Linked DNA regions of Mus musculus: region 2 is linked to region 1. Evidence: chromatin contacts called from public ChIA-PET data. All regions are on one chromosome and are shown on one strand. Each heading gives the region's core, a stretch centred on a gene start, on an enhancer-like site or on the middle of the called end of the contact. The rest is flanking DNA. Distances are from core to core; before and after follow the strand shown. Region 1 overlaps Abcb1a (ATP-binding cassette, sub-family B (MDR/TAP), member 1A). Region 2 holds the start of Tmem243 (transmembrane protein 243, mitochondrial).

Region 1 (3,692 bases), core at 682-3,181:
CTTTGGCCTTGGATTCTCTCCCTCTCCCCCTCCCCCTCCCCCTCCCCCTCAGCCTCCCCCTCCCCCTCCCCCTCCCTCTCCCCCTCCCCCTCCCCCTCCCCCTCTCCCTCCCCCTCTCCCTCTCCCTTTCTCTCCGTTTCCCTTTCTCTCCCCACCCCCTCCCCTGCCCTGCTCTGTGTATGTGTGTGTGTCCCTTCACCTGGCACTATGAGGTGAAAAGCCCATTGACCATATATCCTCTTGCTACCCTAATCTCTACTTTTTCTTAGCTCTAAAGCAACTAATCCAACAAAAGTTGAATAAAACCTTTGAAACTGTAGGTAGAAATAAATCAGATAGTTCCTTCCTTTGTTCAAATTCTTCCTCTCAGGTATGTGTCACAGCAAAGAAAAACTGACAAATGTAATGTGTTTAGTTTGTTGTTGCTCATCAGAAGTCAGCCCTTCTATCTTCAAGAAGTTATGTGATAGTCTCTTCCCAAACTGGGTCAAATTTCAACACTTGAATAATTTTTTTTATTGACAGCTGAGTTCAACCACTGTCCCTCCATACTAGGTACACAGCAGAGTTAATACCTGTCACAGTGTTAGAGTATTGATTGTATCCAGGCTTCACGAAACACTGGGTGAGGTTAGAATGACAAAAATGCATGTATTGTGTTTGCCAAGATACCAGAGACCAATGAACGATGAACCTCTTCGACTAGAAGTCAATGAGATAGCCAACTCCATAATTTGCTGCAAATTATAGAGTGTACAGGAACTAAGGAATTCAGAAGGCATTGAGGGCTTTTTATCAGTGAATGTTACAAAGGAGATATGACAGGTCAATGTTGGCACAGGATATTCTTATAAGCTGTTTGAATATTATGAAGGTGGGGGAAGCATATAAATTTTATATTACTTAAAAAAAATAAAAAACTTCCAGCTCAAACCATTATTTGTATTAACAGGATTCAAGTAGCCCTACCTCGGGTAGGTTATGGGTTCTTTGGAACTAAAAAGAAATAGTTTCCATGGCCAATGTCAAATACCAACGATTCCATAAATGTTTGTATCATTGTTTGTATGACTATTTCTAGGGAAATGAATCATTGCATGCACAAGAGACCTAAAATTTAGATGTTGACATGCAAGGCCTTGGGTTTAATCTCTGGCATCAAATAAAAACAAAATTCCAAATGTTAAAGGGTCTTATAATCCAAGAAGTATCTGAATAGTTCTGAGGTGTTTGTTTAGGGGTAGTACTAGGAACTGAACCTAGGGCTTCTTGCTTGGTAGGTGAATACTCTACCACTGAGCCACAGCCTCATGCCTTCTTAAGTGTAGAAACTGAGCTATAAGTCTTTGGGAAGTTTCATTTAGTTTAATTCAATCTCTGCTTGACTCAGGTATCCTTCAGATCGAAGCATAGAGCTATTAACCTGTCTTTCTCCGGTTCAAGTGTGTAGCATACAAATTCTTTCAATAGTCTGTTCACTTTCTGCTCTCATTTCTTATGAAGCAAGTTTCTTACTTTCAAAATCATGAGAAAATTGAAGTGCAAGAACTTCTTCACCACACTTAGGCTTTTTGTGGTTTCAGTTTCCTGCAGTAAATCATGAGACTGTAATATCTCACGTCATCACAAGAGGAAGAGGGCAGAGAGCAGCATAGTTAGGCGTTTTAAGAAAAACAGAGAGACCACATTCACATAGTGTTGAAAGTAACATATTGTTATATTTATTCTATTATTGCTGTCATTAATCTCTTACTGTGATTAATTTATAAATTATTTATCATGGATATTTATGCATATGAAAATATAATATATGCAGGTTTCTGTGCTATCCATGGTTCTGTATCCATTGGAACAAATCATTGACAAATGAAAGGCTCTGCTGTCATGAGAACTTTCTCACAGGCTGCCTCCTCATGTGTCTACCTTTGGACACTTGCTCGATATTCTCTACGGCTTCCTGTTTTTTGAGGATAAACTCTTGCACCTAGCTTATGCACACATCAGTACCTGCATGCTGGACCTTATCCTTTGTCACAAATCCTAACAAATCTCTTTACACTTCTCTTGGCCAACAACTATAACAATATACAAAACACAACTGCCGATACTTACGGCTGCTAAAATCTTTGCTGCTTTCATCTTTCTCATCTTGAGAACAATTATGTTCTTCTAGTTTCTCATATTAAATACCCTAGAATCATCCTAGACACTTCTCTTACAGCCAGCATCAAAGCTACCACAGCCTCTCTTAACTACCCCAGCTTATCATTCAAGGACCTGAGGAGATTCCTGTACTTTTTCCTCAAGCTCTCTGGGACATTTCTGACTTCAGAGATCCCCTCTCTATTTTTACATACCTCTGTTGGGCTAATGCTTGTATCAGCTTCTCAAGTTCACTACAAGGGTGAACTAGAATGTACAGCACCCACCACATAGACCACTAAACACTGAAGTGTATCCTTTTAAGGCCCCACAAATAATTACTCTAGATGAGTGATTTTTTTGCACATTTCCAGTACAATTTGTACCACAAACAATACTTACTCATATTAGTACTGTTTTTAGAGACGTTTCCTACACTTGCAAAGCTATCTGTCATGTCACCAAAGATCAGCATCATAAGTGGGAGCGCCACTCCATGGATAATAGCAGCCAGAGTTCCCACCAGCATGTACAACCTGTCCAGCCAACCTGCATAACGAAACTGCAAAGAGAAGAAAATAAACCATGGACATCAGATAGTTTCATGGATGTTTTCCTCTACACCCAAAACACAAATATTTTTGCCAGACTGCTAGCTACTAGTCTAAGCTGCCCTCTTGTCTTTGCCTCTTTGCCCTCCACCCTATTACTACAATAGCTTAATAAAAAGAAAAAAGAAAAAGAATGGGCGTTTGACTCATTTATTGAATTCTGTATTAATTCTTCATATTGGAGTAACCTGTCTTCTCTTTTTAGATGAGAGAAATATAAAAGTTATTAATGAGATGGTAGCAGAGATAGAGATAGTTTAGAAACTGCTCTAGTTTCTAAGCCTAGACATCACTTTTTACTTCATAGAAAAACCCTGAATTCCCAAGGCTCCCTTTAAGACACCATGGAAGAAACATTTTGCTAAGTTATCTTTGATTAAAGATCTATTGTACAATGATATTATTTTAGCTGCAAAATAATTTCAACATATTTGGAAAGGAAAAAATAATTACTTAGATGAATATTTCCCCAGAGCCTCTTCCTTAAGATGTAGAATATGGTCATAATGAAAGACTAATACAGATGGACATGTCTCTAACCATAGGCAAAGAATAGGAAGGAAAAGAAGGCTTCTCAGAATCCAAAAAGTGATGTGAGGAGGAAGCATAATAAACAATAATTAAGCCCAGGGTCCATCTAGGGGACAATTCATACTTTTAAATGATTTGAGAAAAGGAAAAGAATATGAGAAAATGAAAATAGAAAGTACCAAGCCAACTACGAGAGTCTACAAACAGTTCCTGTGAAAAACGGTTGTCATGGGATGTACCATTTAGCTACAGAGAACATGTTTATCATCATGTGAGAAAAACTAGGTAGAAAGTCTAGCAGGAGATAAAAGAAACATGAAGAGCAGAGATCAGGCAACAATACAAAAATAGGTATGATAGTCTATGCACAAGCTCAGAAACAGGTGGTTGGCATGTGTATACATGTAG
Region 2 (3,692 bases), core at 796-3,295, 430 kb before region 1:
CCCAGCCAGCTTCAGTGTCTGCATCAGACAAGTCCACTGGGAAGCCCAGTGCTGCTGTATTACAGAGCCTATGAAGTTAAAAGTCTGAATCACCCAGACTCTCAATCAGCACTCAGAAAGCTATGCGCAAGAGACAGTGAGCCTGATTTGTGGACAGCTGGACAAATGTTTCATATGAATGAGACCAGTTTCATCTTTGTACCCAAAATGCATGATGCCCTCCGTGCTGTGACACAGGCCACAGTCACCAGAATCTCCACTTTATGCACAGATATGCACAGATCTCCCGTTCCTGACTGCTTTCCTTTAACACCAAATAGACACACATGAGCGCTCAGTAACGTCTGCAAATAACGGAAGGAGCATTAGTGAACTTGAGCTCCCAAGCATGGCGAGCTGAGATTAGGCGAAGTTACAAGAAGCCAGACATCCATCTTGAAATGTCTTAGTAAAGCACCCCAAGACAAATCAAATTCTATATGGAATTTAATAATAAGTAATCTTCATGGTAGACTGGCAGCTTCCAAGTTTAGGATTCCCCATGACTGCCAGGTGGAGAAGTTCCCTGTGTGTGGTACAGGCTCTTCCCACAAGGTAAGAAACCCAGCTCTACAGTAACCACAGCAACTTTCAAAGGCTGACTGCTCCTATCAGGGGTCAGGGGGTCTACAGTCACCAACGTCATTTACAAGTGGGGGGGGGGGGAGGGTAAGAGAGCTACAGGTTAATCTTGCCCTGACTTCTGAGAAAGTTTTATGCTGAATACAGAGTTTCTTGATTGTCCCCAAGGCAAGGGGGCTGGGGGTGGGGAGCAAGTTTCAGAAAGTTAACGCTAAGTACAGAGAAAGACTTTTGTTGACTGCAGGCCAGAGGCTCTATCTAGTCAAGCTTCTAGAAAACGGTTAGTGCCTCTGCCTATTTGAGAGCTGGGACCCTTTGTTTGATCACCTCCTGGGATTGTGGCCAACATCCACCTTCATGGAGCTGCTTCACATCCTCATCCTCTTAAGAACTCTAGGTAAGCAATCATCAGAAGCAACCCTGGGCTCTCGATGCACTCCTGAAACCACTAAAGCCCTGGACGCACACCTGAAGTGTGGAGCTGGAAAGTGCGCTTATGCAACCTTCGCAGGACTTTCCCTCCACGGTGGGGTTTCCGCACTCTCCGTAAGGGCTTCCCACAAACTGCCCAGAACTTTCTGAACTTTTCTCCACTCCAAACTGCTCTTGGTGCAGAGTGCAGGGCAAACATCCCAAGAGAGGGGCGGGACGGCAAGAACAGTTCTTCCCACTTCCAAGTACCCTCCAGGCAGGCTGCAAGGAGCCAGCGGGGTGGAGGGAGGCGGGATTCTCGCACTCTGGCCCGGGGCCCACTCCCGCACTCACCTTGGCAGACGTCTCCCCGAACAGAGGTCTGTTATCCAGGCCGCTGGTCCCGTAGGTCCTGGTAGCAAAGTCCTCCATTTTAGGGCTGCTTCGCTCGTCCCCGGACGCTCAAAAGCGAGTCCGCATCAGCTCGCGAAGTCCGGACGCCCGCCCCTCACGGCGCACGCATGGCCCGGGCCCTGGGGGGGTGGGGAGGGCGGGAAATCCCGACGGGGCGACTGTCACTCCCGGGGGCCCCTGGCCGCTCCGCCCCAGCCCCGCCGTCCTCATCTCCAGCGGCCGCCGCGGGAAGTGAAAGGAAACAAACAGCGCTTGGCCGCCGCCCCGCCCGCGCCCGCCGCCCCCAATCTCGGCCGGGGCTCCACCGGGAGAAAGTTTGCCTGGCGCGAGTCCCCCGCGCGGCGGGGCGGCGGGAGTGAAGTTGCGGGCCGGGCGGCCCCGCACACCACCCTAGCTCGGCTGAGAGCTCCGCATCCGCCCGCTCGCGTCCCGTCCCCCGTGCTCCCCGCAGCCCCGGCTGCGCCCGCAAGCCAGACCTCGGCGTCCCGCGCCGCGCGCGCGGCGGATCCAGGCAGCGGCCGCGACCCCGAGCCGTGGCCCCCACACGCCGGCCGGACGCCGGCGCCGTGCGGCGAGTCCCCCCGGGCTCTCCGGTCCGGGACCTGCGGCCACTGTCGCAAACCGGTCGGGCCCGCCCAGATCGCGTCACGACTCAGGCAGCCAATCCCACGGGCAGAGGCGCCGCCTGGGCTGCAGAGCTTTATTTACAGAGGTGCGGGTCGTCCCACCGAGGCGCGGGTCCCCGCTGCCAAGCGTTTCTCCGCCTCTTGGCAATTGGCGGCTGCGCGGTGCACGTAGTGGCTAAAGCAGGGTTCTGAAGACCGACTCGAATTTGGCGTCTTAAAACCCGACAACCTGCTTCGACCACTCCAGGATTTGGATGTGGACACTTTACAGTATCGGAGGCAATCGTGTATGCGTGTTTTATTCTGTATTACACACAGAATAAGAGGTCCTAGTTTACATAAACAGTTAGGTATTTCGTTGCCTGGTCCAGTGGGGGTGCTGCCACAGGCCAGAGCTTCGCATCTTGGGCCTTTTTGGAGTCTTGGGGCTTAGAGAGCTGAATGGAATGGACAAGCTGCACAAGTACCGTCGCTCTACATTTGAAGTTCTTCCTAAAAGCTAAAAACCAAACAACTACACTAATAGGATTGGGCTGACACTAATACCTAGCTAGATTCAAGAAAGTTCGGAAAGTGTTAGTGTGCAGGAGACTCTAAGCTGAAGCGATACCTCCACGAACGCTTAGAATCTAGACATGGGTTCCAGTGCCACGCAACAGTTTAGAACAAGGGATGGAATAACAACCACAACGAACTTCCAGCCCTGAGTACACGTAAGTATTATACATATCCCCATTGCCCAATCATTACACGTGTTTTACAAATTAGCTGTTTACTCGCGACTTTACCTTAACAACAGCAATACTACATAATCCAGCACCCACTTCTATTAAAAGTTCTATTTAAAGATTCATATTAAAAGGTCCTACAAATTAATTCACTTACTTATATTCAGTTTCATTCAACAAAAAATATTTTTGAGGCTCTAGGCTGTAATCCTTTGAATATTAGGGACAGTCTAGACTAAGTAGCAAGACCCTGTCTCAAAATAATAAAATAAAAACTAACAATACTTTGAGAATCTGCTGTGTGCTAAGCAACTATCCACCAAAATAACACAGTAATTATGGGCCTTGGTCAACAACCCCAAAAGATGCCATAATACCAAATTTGATATACAGTCAAATCAAAATCCATAAAGTCTAAAATTCTGAAAGGTTAAAGTTCTGGAAATATTATTCTGGGAAAAAATAAAGACTTTAAATACAAGTATATTTTTTAAAGTATAGTTATTTGAGAAACAAGAGAACATATAGGCAACGTTTTATAGTAAAATAGGTAACATACATATTTGGAAATTATATTCACCTCTGTGCTCTGCTGCTGTGGTGACTGGGTGGGGAGGAAGCATTTAGAATATTCATATTTAGGTCACAGGCCGGGCAGAAATCGTTCTGTCGACTGAACAGAGTAACTCTCTCCTGGTTCTACTTGTACATAATTGTTTTCAAACCAGAAACCTCACTGGCTCCTCGGGAAAATATTACTTTGGTTCACCAAAAACTACTAAAACTTTCAGGGACTGCTCATCAGCTAAGCATGCTTATTGCTTTTGCTGAGGGCCTAGGTTTGTTTCCTAGCATCTGCATGTGGTTCACAAACATCTCTAATGCCAGTTAG

The links. ChIA-PET counts read pairs in DNA pulled down with a chosen protein or histone mark.
Region 2: a contact with region 1 is called in an RNA polymerase II ChIA-PET map of memory CD8 T cells, with 78 read pairs. The contact joins the promoter of Tmem243 here to the enhancer-like site in region 1. A contact is called at or near these places in 2 of 39 promoter capture datasets (the C10 cell line and stem cell-derived epiblast-like cells) and 5 of 115 datasets of contacts at active chromatin or transcription factors (bone marrow-derived macrophages, effector CD8 T cells, memory CD8 T cells and 2 more).

Annotation. Positions count from the first base shown.
Region 1 is chr5:8,673,695-8,677,386 of GRCm38.p6, reverse strand. It overlaps Abcb1a (ATP-binding cassette, sub-family B (MDR/TAP), member 1A), which reads right to left. Exons shown (of 30, transcript NM_011076.3): 6 at 2,545-2,704. Among named protein-coding and RNA genes, the nearest start is that of Gm31157, 20 kb to the left of the region's middle. Within about 2 kb of position 1,931, at least 93 of the 459 cell types and tissues checked have an H3K27ac peak or open chromatin away from gene starts, as enhancers often do. A contact at or near this core is called in bone marrow-derived macrophages, effector CD8 T cells, memory CD8 T cells and 1 more, where this site is marked.
Region 2 is chr5:9,099,090-9,102,781 of GRCm38.p6, reverse strand. It overlaps Tmem243 (transmembrane protein 243, mitochondrial), which reads right to left and starts at 2,045. Exons shown (of 5, transcript NM_001081029.1): 1 at 1,923-2,045; 2 at 1,387-1,565. The coding sequence starts at 1,464.